3 separate regions of the Sus scrofa genome follow, and all the other regions are linked to region 3. Evidence: chromatin contacts called from public HiChIP or PLAC-seq data. All regions are on one chromosome and are shown on one strand. The core of a region is the stretch at or near the end of the contact, and the rest is flanking DNA. Distances in the headings are between cores, read along the strand shown.

Evidence for each region. HiChIP or PLAC-seq counts read pairs in DNA pulled down with a chosen protein or histone mark.
Region 1: a contact with region 3 is called in an H3K27ac HiChIP or PLAC-seq map of skeletal muscle, with 4 times the contacts expected there. The contact joins the enhancer-like site here to the promoter of SNRK in region 3. A contact is called at or near these places in 1 of 5 promoter capture datasets (liver), 9 of 47 Hi-C or Micro-C datasets (brain, embryonic fibroblasts, fetal heart ventricle and 5 more) and 1 of 2 datasets of contacts at active chromatin or transcription factors (skeletal muscle).
Region 2: a contact with region 3 is called in an H3K27ac HiChIP or PLAC-seq map of skeletal muscle. The contact joins the enhancer-like site here to the promoter of SNRK in region 3. A contact is called at or near these places in 1 of 5 promoter capture datasets (liver), 11 of 47 Hi-C or Micro-C datasets (brain, embryonic fibroblasts, fetal heart ventricle and 6 more) and 1 of 2 datasets of contacts at active chromatin or transcription factors (skeletal muscle).

The regions. Positions count from the first base shown.
Region 1 is chr13:26,549,412-26,552,284 of Sscrofa11.1, reverse strand. LOC110256580 (a long non-coding RNA gene) reads left to right here. Exons shown (of 2, transcript XR_002338245.1): 2 at 26-1,476. Among named protein-coding and RNA genes, the nearest start is that of POMGNT2, 47 kb to the right of the region's middle. Within about 2 kb of position 1,549, at least 25 of the 83 cell types and tissues checked have an H3K27ac peak or open chromatin away from gene starts, as enhancers often do. A contact at or near this core is called in brain, fetal skeletal muscle, liver and 3 more, where this site is marked.
Region 2 is chr13:26,567,976-26,570,991 of Sscrofa11.1, reverse strand. All of the region lies in intron 1 of LOC110256581 (a long non-coding RNA gene), which reads right to left. Among named protein-coding and RNA genes, the nearest start is that of POMGNT2, 66 kb to the right of the region's middle. Within about 2 kb of position 1,396, at least 35 of the 83 cell types and tissues checked have an H3K27ac peak or open chromatin away from gene starts, as enhancers often do. A contact at or near this core is called in embryonic fibroblasts, liver, retroperitoneal adipose tissue and 2 more, where this site is marked.
Region 3 is chr13:26,667,521-26,670,626 of Sscrofa11.1, reverse strand. It overlaps SNRK (SNF-related serine/threonine-protein kinase), which reads right to left and starts at 1,419. Exons shown (of 8, transcript XM_021071714.1): 1 at 1,279-1,419. The coding sequence starts at 1,367. It overlaps LOC102166555 (a long non-coding RNA gene), which reads left to right and starts at 1,501. Exons shown (of 2, transcript XR_306751.3): 1 at 1,501-1,617; 2 at 1,836-2,052.

The DNA.
Region 1 (2,873 bases), core at 300-2,799, 120 kb after region 3:
ATCCCATTTTTATCTTCTCCTACAGGCTTGCGTGTGACCTTGGAGAAATGATTTGCTCTCTCTGTTCCTGGTGTTCTTTATAAAATGGAGACAACACAAGTACCTGCCTGGGGCAGTTGCTGGAGTGGTGGTGAATGAGATGACATAGAGAACACATACCTAGCCCTGCCGACTGTGCCTGGTAGCCAGTCTGCCCCTTTAAGCTTAGCCGTTGCTCCGAGGTCTGCCCTCTGCAGCAGTCATCTGTCCCAGCCGGAGAAATGAGCGGGGCTGCTATACAGACGAGGACTGTGCCAGGCTGCCCGCTGGCAGGAGGAGAAGGGCTGATGGGATCCCAAAGCGCTGCTCCTGAACTGTGTCGACGGAGGGGAGTTCAGACCCTACTGGAGTCCAGAACGCGGGTGCACTCTGCCACCTGCTCTGCATGAGCCCTCCCTGAGGGCGAGTTCCTCAACCTGGGACTGTCGATTTGTTCACCTTTTCAATGGAAGTAACATACCCACCACTGTGTCAGGGAAAGATGCAACTGCTAATACCTAAGACGTGATAAGCACACGGACTGGCACCTACTAAAGATTTATTTCAGATTATAAAAAGTTGCTATTTCTGCTCTTAACTTTTTTCTTTATTGTAAAGTGCTCCCCTTCCACGCCCACCACCCTGTTTCAAACAAAGAGCACACCAAAGTTTCTGTAAATCTGGTCCTGTTTGAACCCAAGCAGACGTGACTTTAATGTGATATCACAAAGGTTCAGACCAGGTCCTGTGTTACCCAAACTGCCTCCTTGTTGGCTGATCACATGACTGTCATTCCCTTCACATGCCCGGAGCTCAGGCTGCGAGCTAAAATCAGAATGAGCCAAAGGTTTCCGGTCAATTCAGCCTAAGATTCTTCCCCTTGTGACGACATCGGGGCCTCTGCATCATGAGCCGGGGTGCGGGGGAGGAGCCTGTGTGGTTGTACTGGTACCCCTCGCCCACCTCGCCCCTCTCCCCCCTCAGTGGCCCTGGGACCCAGGGCGTGAGAGAGGGAGAAGGTGTGCCAGTCCTCAGAGCCACCTGCAACCGCACAGACAGCACCCCCTACCCGACTCTATCCCCAGCCCAGGACCACTTTGCCTCCACAGAGATCCAGGCGTCTTCCTTAGTGCAACCGGGCCAGGGGCTGTGCCTCTGCCACTTCTCCAAGCTGGTGCCCAGTGGAATTGGCCAGGGATGCAGTGGCTCTGTTGGCAGCCCCGAGGGGCAGAGGGGCATTCTGTGCCATTTGGACAGAGTCACATTTCCAACTGGATTGAAAGTGGAATCTTTAATAATATATAGATTTTTCAGTGACTGAAGCCTTGCTCTTGCCAAATCCTAGCATAAAGCATATTTTTACAGCTGGGATGATAAATCCCTGAAAGACGGCACTTACCATGGAAACGCTGACACAGCCTTTCATTCCCTTCGCAGTGATTAAAATCCTCATTTCAATTTGTTTTCCTTTATTTTGAGCTGGAGTCATTTGCAAGTCCTAGGAATACATCTCCTGGTGGTGGTAGAAAACTAAATGCTGCCCTCTGTCAGAAATCAGAGGGAACTGCTCTTCACTCCCTGGAGTGGAGCAATGGCTTGGAGGATTATGGAAACCAGGAAAACAGGCCTTCTTACTAGGAATCTTACCAGGAGAGAAATTCCTGCAGGACTTAACCCAGTTTCCTAGGCAAAGGGAGGCAGGGAAGGGAAGGCAGCTAATAAAAGGCTTGTTAGCAAACCAGAGGCCACTAGGGGCAACTGGAGATTCGGCCCACCGGGGAATTCTCTAAGCCAGTATGGACTTAGCACCTCAGTCATCCTGCTGGAGAGGCAGGAGAGTTCCTCGTTGGTTGCGGGCTGCTGGCCATCAATTCTTAGGCACTTAGGGCCTGACGGCCTTCGCAGGTTCCAGGCAGAGATGCGGATCTTGGCAAATGGAGGGCCAGCCCTTGTCATGTTGAGGCCCCAGCAGATATGGGCAGCCTCCCATCTGTCTGCTGCACCCACTCTCCATTGCTCCTTTTATTCTCCTTTGGACCATTTCATTTGCAGGGATATTTTATGCCCTTGGAATTAAGGGGTGATGCCTTCTGTTTAGTCATGGCCTACAGTCTTTGCTGAACCAAACGCCCAGTGTCCTACCAACTAGATGCTTCAGGATGTTTTTCTTACTTTCCAGGTCCCTTAATTGATAATAAAATCTGTCATGGGCCTGACCACAGTTCTTAATCAACCAGTGAGACTGCAGCGGCGCCCCTGGTCTGAAAGCCCGACGCAGTCTCAGGTTTCTTCTTCTAAAAAGGCATCCCCATCATTCAGCTGTGCAGATCTCACGAGGATGCAGCCTAATGGGATTGGGATTGTTTCTCCAATTCTGCTCGCAGGCAGTGCTTGGGGGAGCAATTTTCCAAAATGTGTCCCACAGACACTCAGTGAACAGAGATACTCTTCACAAGAGGGCTTCAGAGATCGGTTACTGTTGGTAAAATTGCTAGAAACAGCCCCTTCTTAAAGGTCACACTACCTGCCAGCATCTTAAAGGCTCTGAGAGGTACTGCAGGGAGAAAAATCCAAATAGCTTTGCTTAACTCATTGTTTCCCAACTTATTTCATCACGAGACCTCTTCTTGGGGAACATCTGTTACCATCCTCTGACACTAGGTTGTGCTACATGTAAAATGCCTTTATTTGTCCTTTTCCCCCTTATCTTACTAAATTTTAAAAATATTTTCATTATATAAACATTACATGTTCATTGGAGAAAAACTGGAAAATGCAAATAAGCAAAAAAAGGAGACAGATCTGGCGTTGCTGTGGCTGTGGTGTAGGCCGGTGATCACAGCTCCAATTAGACC
Region 2 (3,016 bases), core at 147-2,646, 100 kb after region 3:
GTGCTGTGCGGCAGGACGTCATTGCCAACTCCTCTTCTAGTTTTGTTCTCGCTTTTCAGTTTCCTTGGTGTGTCTTCCCCTCTGGCCCCACTAACTGTCTGTAAATGACAGACAAGGCCACCCACAGGGGGTCGGAGAATGGGGAGTACCTGTGCCCCTGTTCCAGCTCTTACCTTGAGGGCAGTGGTTTCATTCCCCGACAACCTAAGCAGGTATCGGGAATATAAATTCAGGCCCGGTCGTGGGGCTTCTGGGCAGAGGGGGCGCTGAATCAGACAATAGTGCCTGGAGCCAGGCTGACGTGTGGCCCCTAAACTCCATGACCGTAGGCAGTTCTTTATCTCCTGCAGTCCTTATCTATAATTGCTGGTGATAACCTCTTCCTTAAGGGATTGTTGAAAGTCCTGAAGGAGGTCACCTCTTCTGACCTATAGCACGTGTGCAATAAGGCTTCCCTCGGCCCATGTGATCTCCACAGCCTCACCAGCACCCTTCATAGCACAGCTCCCTGTGCTCTGTGCCCCAGGGTCTTCCTAGTGCCTGGCATCCCTTCTCACTTTGTGTTCCCATCATGACCCTAAGAGGTTGCACTTTTGAAGTGTTACAGCCTTTCTCCTCTTCCAGATAAGAAAAGAGAAGTAAAGTCACCTGCTCACAGTGACCCAGCAGGGAGTGACTGTCACTGCGGTGGGAGGGCCTTTGCAGCTTTATTTGCATGGGAAGTTTTCCCAGGGAACTTTGAGGGGGGTGGGAGTCCTACACCCCAAAGTAGACAGGGCTCCAGAACCTTCCGTGGCTCTCTTGCAAAACGAACCCGCAAGGAACGCAGGGGTCAAATGAGGCCAACAATTCAGGGACTTGGCAGGTGCTGCCGGATTTGTGGTCATCAGCCCCTGCTGGGCCTGCCTTCCTCCTCCATTTCCTGGGCCATCTTTTATCCAGGATGTCCCCTTTTCTCCAGAACGCCTTCCAGCAAATCCAATAAAAGCAGGGACCAGGTGAGCAGGAATAGCCTGGATGTCAGAGATCAACAGACATCTAGCCACAAAGCCCGAGCATATTTGCTTTGTAACCTGAAATTATTATTTTTGTTTCAAAGGCTTTAATTTAGGAAGATCTAGATGTTCATCAAGGCTCCAACTGCTGAGGAAAGTGTATTTTAAAGGCCAGCTGCAGAGGCAAACACACTTTGCCTTTGCCGTTCTGTTGGGGCTGCATCCAGCCTTGACATTAAAACAGTTCCGTTTCTGTGCTGACAGCGTATGTGGACACAGCCAGGATTTCCCGTGCCTCCACCCTGCCATTTCCTCTCTGCGTCTGAGCTGCTCTCCTCCTTTCCTCTCTCCCTCCCTCCCCACAACTTACTCAGATCTGTGAGTAAATGTTCAGGAATGTTCTGGAAAGTGGGATCATTTAGGCTCCAGACAGGCAGGGGTTCAAAGTCCAGCTCAACCATTTCTGGGCTATGCACACACACGGCCAGTTCACCTCTCTGAGTGTCAGATGTTCACCTGGAAACTGAGATCACATGAAGGTGGATTTGCCCGGAGCCTGGCACAAGGTAAAGGGGTAATAAATGGAATCAGGCAATATGCCTTTTGACCAGGAGTTCCCATAGTGGCTTGGTGGTAATGAACCCGACTAGAATCCATGAAGAGGCAGGTTTGATCCCTGGCCTTGCCCAGTGGGTTAAGGATCTGGCATTGCTGTGAGCTGTGGTGTAGGCCAATAGCTGTAGCTCTGATTTGACCCCTAGCCTGGGAACCTCCATAAGCTGTGGGTGGGGCCCTAAAAAAAAAAACCAAAAAAACCCTTTCAACCAAAGCCAAGTGTGAGTCTGGGGCACATGTGTCCTTAGCACTTTCGAAGGACCTGCTTCCCCTTTGTCTCTCTCCATAGCCTTGGCCTCAACCGCAGATGCCTCCTGCCTTCAAGTCTGCCTCTGAGATGACCTGCTCCACATGTCCATGGCTGCTTCTGTGACTCCCTCCATCCCAAGCAAAATGGATCTGTGCCACTCTCTGCCCAGCGTTCAGCTGGGCTGATGAACCAACCTTGGCTGACACTTCAACGGAGAGAGGCGATGTTTGACCAAGACCCAGAGACAAGGCATCAGGGAAGCAGAGGCTGCCAGTCACCCATATTTCCCAAATATCTGGGCCAGGAGCTCACTCTTGCCAATGCCACTAAGAACTATGAATGGTAACCATTTGGGCAGGTTGCAGACCTATGGCAGAAGGAAGATGTCCGTCTTTGAACTTGAGATCACACTGCTTAGGCAGCTGCTAGGCCAATCTCTGTCCATGATGCCTGCCTTTCCACAGCAAGCAGAGGGCCATGGAAAGTGAAAGAAGGATGCCCACATGCCCTCCCCCCACTCCCTCACTGCCAGGCGAGGAGAGACGCTGCGCCAGGGTCCAGAGATCAGGGCTTGGACATCACTCTGCTCATGACTCATGCACAACACAGGCAGGTCATTACCCACTGTTGTGGCTAAAAGGCTATAATAGCACTTGGCCTCTCCCTGCTTCATATCGGTGACTCGGAGGATTAATGAGGGAATGAGTGCTAAGCTTGGTAAATGCAGCTTTATTCCCCCACTGGTCCCTCTGATTACCCCACAAAGCTGATGGGAAATAGCAAAGGTCAAAGTTCGCTTTAGATGAGGTTGAGGTCCTCTCCCAGTGTGGTTCTGAGCTCTGCGTCTGTGTCACCCTCACCTGGGTGAGGCCCTGGGGTCAGACTTAGAAAGGGGTGGGATGGGAGGGGGAATATCCTCCAAGCTCTGGCCACAAGCCTGGGGCATTTCATATGGCAAGTCAGCCAAAGGAATGGATCTTACTGGGCCTTTTGGAAACTTCCAGTGGCAAAACCCACAGACGGGACAGCACCTGTCAAGGCTGGAGTGAGCAGGATGGAAGCTGCCTCTCCAGGATGCTGGCTTTCAGGGCTGGTCCCCTTGCTCTCTACCTATATAATTTGATTCTGTGATCTTTCCTGGTGGACAACCTCTAAG
Region 3 (3,106 bases), core at 170-2,669:
ACATTCCTCTTCAGGAATCCAATTCCAACAGAAATATTTAAGCAGACGTTGAAGACAGATTTCCTCAAGGGAATGATTTTATAAATCTGGAGAGCAATGTAGCAAGATCATAAATTAACAAATTGATTACATAAACCTTGACAACGCTAGGCTTTAAAGTACACTGAGACAGATCCCGATAAATTAGACTGATTTGAGGCTAGTTCCCCAACCCCATACAAGGAACCTAAACTGCAGCAGCTGATGCTTGATAGGAATCCGGTGGAAATTAAACAGGCTGCCAAACACTTGCAGTTCATCACCTGCTCACCATGCTTCACCTTTCACCATAAAACGTGAAACGCATTAAGTCAGCTTTACCAGCTGCTCCTAAGACTGTGAAAATGTACTCAATTAAATGGAAAGGAGGAAAAAGTAACTTGACAGTTTGAAAAATTCTATATTCTCAGACGTCTGTCGGTTGACTACTGCTAAACCCCACCTCTCCAATACTGGACTTGAACCGAACTCCCTATAAAGCGACTGGATTTTATCTGATCCAACTGTTAGGAACAGCACAGCTCCAGGACCACCCCTCCCGGCCCAGGATAAAAGGTTGTCACTTTCCTAGATCCCAAGTCCAAGTTAAAGTCAGGAAGGCTTTTGCAAAACGGTCCAGAAAGAAATCAACAGGCGATGACTATGGAAAAGAAAGGAGGTTTTCCAATCTGAAAAATTCTAGCTGTCCCTTGGGAATGGCACTGCTCCTCCTTCCTTACCCCGATGCCCTTTCTCTACAGACAACAATATCCCCATTCTATTGTACGGCTGCAGTTTTAGCAAGGAATTCCCTTGCTGCGCCAGATTGCTAGATCTTTTGAGAAAGGAAAACACATTTGGTGAAGAATACACGCCGCACTCGGCCCGCTCCGGGGCGGGGCGTGGGGATGCGGGCGCCTCCCGAGGTGCCGCAATCCCGCTGCGGCCCCAAGGGCAGGGCCTCGGTGCGCCCGCGGCCAGCCGCCGCAGTGCCCGCTCCCGTCCGGGCCCCGCCGCCGCCCGCCGCCAGGCGCCAGGCCCCGCCGCCGCCGCCGCCGCGCCGAGTCTGGGCCGCCGCAGTCCGGGCCCGAGACGCGGCCGGCGCGGAGAGCGCGGAGCGCGCAACTTACTTTCCGCCTGCGGCGGGCGCCCCGGCCCGAGAGCCCAGCCCGGCAACCGCCGAGGCGACTAGGCGGCGGAGGCCGGCCCCACCCCCGCCCACGGCCGCGGCGCCTGACCGAGCTCTGCGCTCGCTCCTACCTCAGCTGGCAGGCGGCGTCAGTCCACAGCGGCCGCGGCGCCAAAGACTCCCTCCCGGCCGCCGAATCCCCGCACCCAGCGCTAATCATAATACCAAGCGGGCGGCGGGCCGCGGGGAGGGGGTGGGGCTGAGGGCCGATATGCGCCTGCGCGAGACATACGTCACTATGACGCGTGCGCCGGGGCCGGGCCTCGGGGAGGGCGGGGCGGGGAGCACCTGCGGGCTCCCGCGAGCGTGGTGCTGGAGGGCATCCTGGCAGCTTCTCGACCCCAGTGTCTGCGCTGCGGCTGGCGGTAGGAAGGGGCGAGCGCCGAAGCAGGAGAGAGGATGATGAAGGAGTAAGCAGTAGGGACAAAGGACAATTCCCCCCAGAAAAGTGGGGGAAATCGGAGAGAAGGGACCGCATCCTCACAGGACTCTGCGTCCTGGGCCCCGGGGATGAGGGCATTGTACCCTTTTAAAGGCTCACCCCATCTCCCGACACAAGTTTAAGCAAGAATAGGGAAAGTGTTCAATATGTATTCGTATATATATTTTTTTTCCTCTCTCTCTACAGTTTCTTCTCTCTGGGAATCCAATTTGAAGGAATTTTGTTGATTTTGTTGCTATTTAAACAAAAGGAGAAAAACCCAGCATTTGAATGCAGCGCTGGCTTTAAAGGTCACCGGGAGGCATTTGCCTAGCCAGGCGGCCTCCTCAGGAAAAGCGTGGAAAGGTGAAAAGTCGTGGGAAGTATTAAAACATGAAGTCAGGGATTCAGAACACGCCGGGCATTAACCGTACACTAGATGGTTCCGCAGCATGGTCACCAGCCGGGTGGCTCCCGCAGGGAGCTTAGCGCAGGCCAGAGGTTGGGTTTGGGAGGGTGGCAAAGAGGAGCAAGGGCTCCCGTCTCCCACTCTTGGAAGCTTGGCGCGCAATGGAGTTCGGCTCTCCAGGGTTCCTGGAAGGGAGTGACAAGCCAGATGCCAGATTTCTCCAACCTACTTTTCCCTGATTCTCCCTTGATCTCCACCCCTCCCGGAAGAAAGGAACCCTCGCAGTGAAAGACACAAGCAGGGGTAAAACAAACAAAAACTACTGCTTAGGTGCTCCAAGTTTGATTAAATCGTCTGGATGAGAAGAGAAATTTAGATAGCTTTAGCAAAAGTCTCTTTGGACCTGCAAATGTCAGAAGGCTCTTCTTTCAGACTCTCTCCCAGGTGTCTGAAGATGACTGGGAAGCAGGAGTGGATTGTTGGGAGGTGCAAACCCTCAGGGTAGTAAGTAAGGTTTTCTATTAAAGGGGGTCTCTGACCCTCAGGGCAGAGTCAAGGCTCCAACTCTGGGATAACACTGGCTTAGAAAGAATAACTCACAGCTTCTAACTTGGTTTATGGAATTCCTTCCTTTGTTGCTGGAAAATGAGAAGGCCTTGCACTTTTCTCCTTAGGGAGATATCACTACTCAGGGAACCCTGTCACCAAGTAAAGGGGTGAAATTACCACTCTAATGCTCTCCCAGAGGATTTTCAGTGGTTAAAAGGCCTCTATTGCTAGGTCTCTAGCCCCTGAGATAGAACAGTAACTACAGAACAATGGCTTCAGTAGATAAGCCCTAGGAAGAGAAAGTATTAATGTTGCTGCTGGGTCACTCAGGTTTTGAATAAATTCTATAAGAAAAACAGGGCATAAGAATAGCAAAACAATAAATGAAAGAAACAGAATAATACGTTGGTTTAAATAAAGTCTGCTCAAATTCTCTTCCACAGAGAGGGATGCCGTACCGGCCACGTGGTAAATCATTTATGCATCCCCAGTGTTTCTTGGGAAGCTGAAGTGCTGCTGG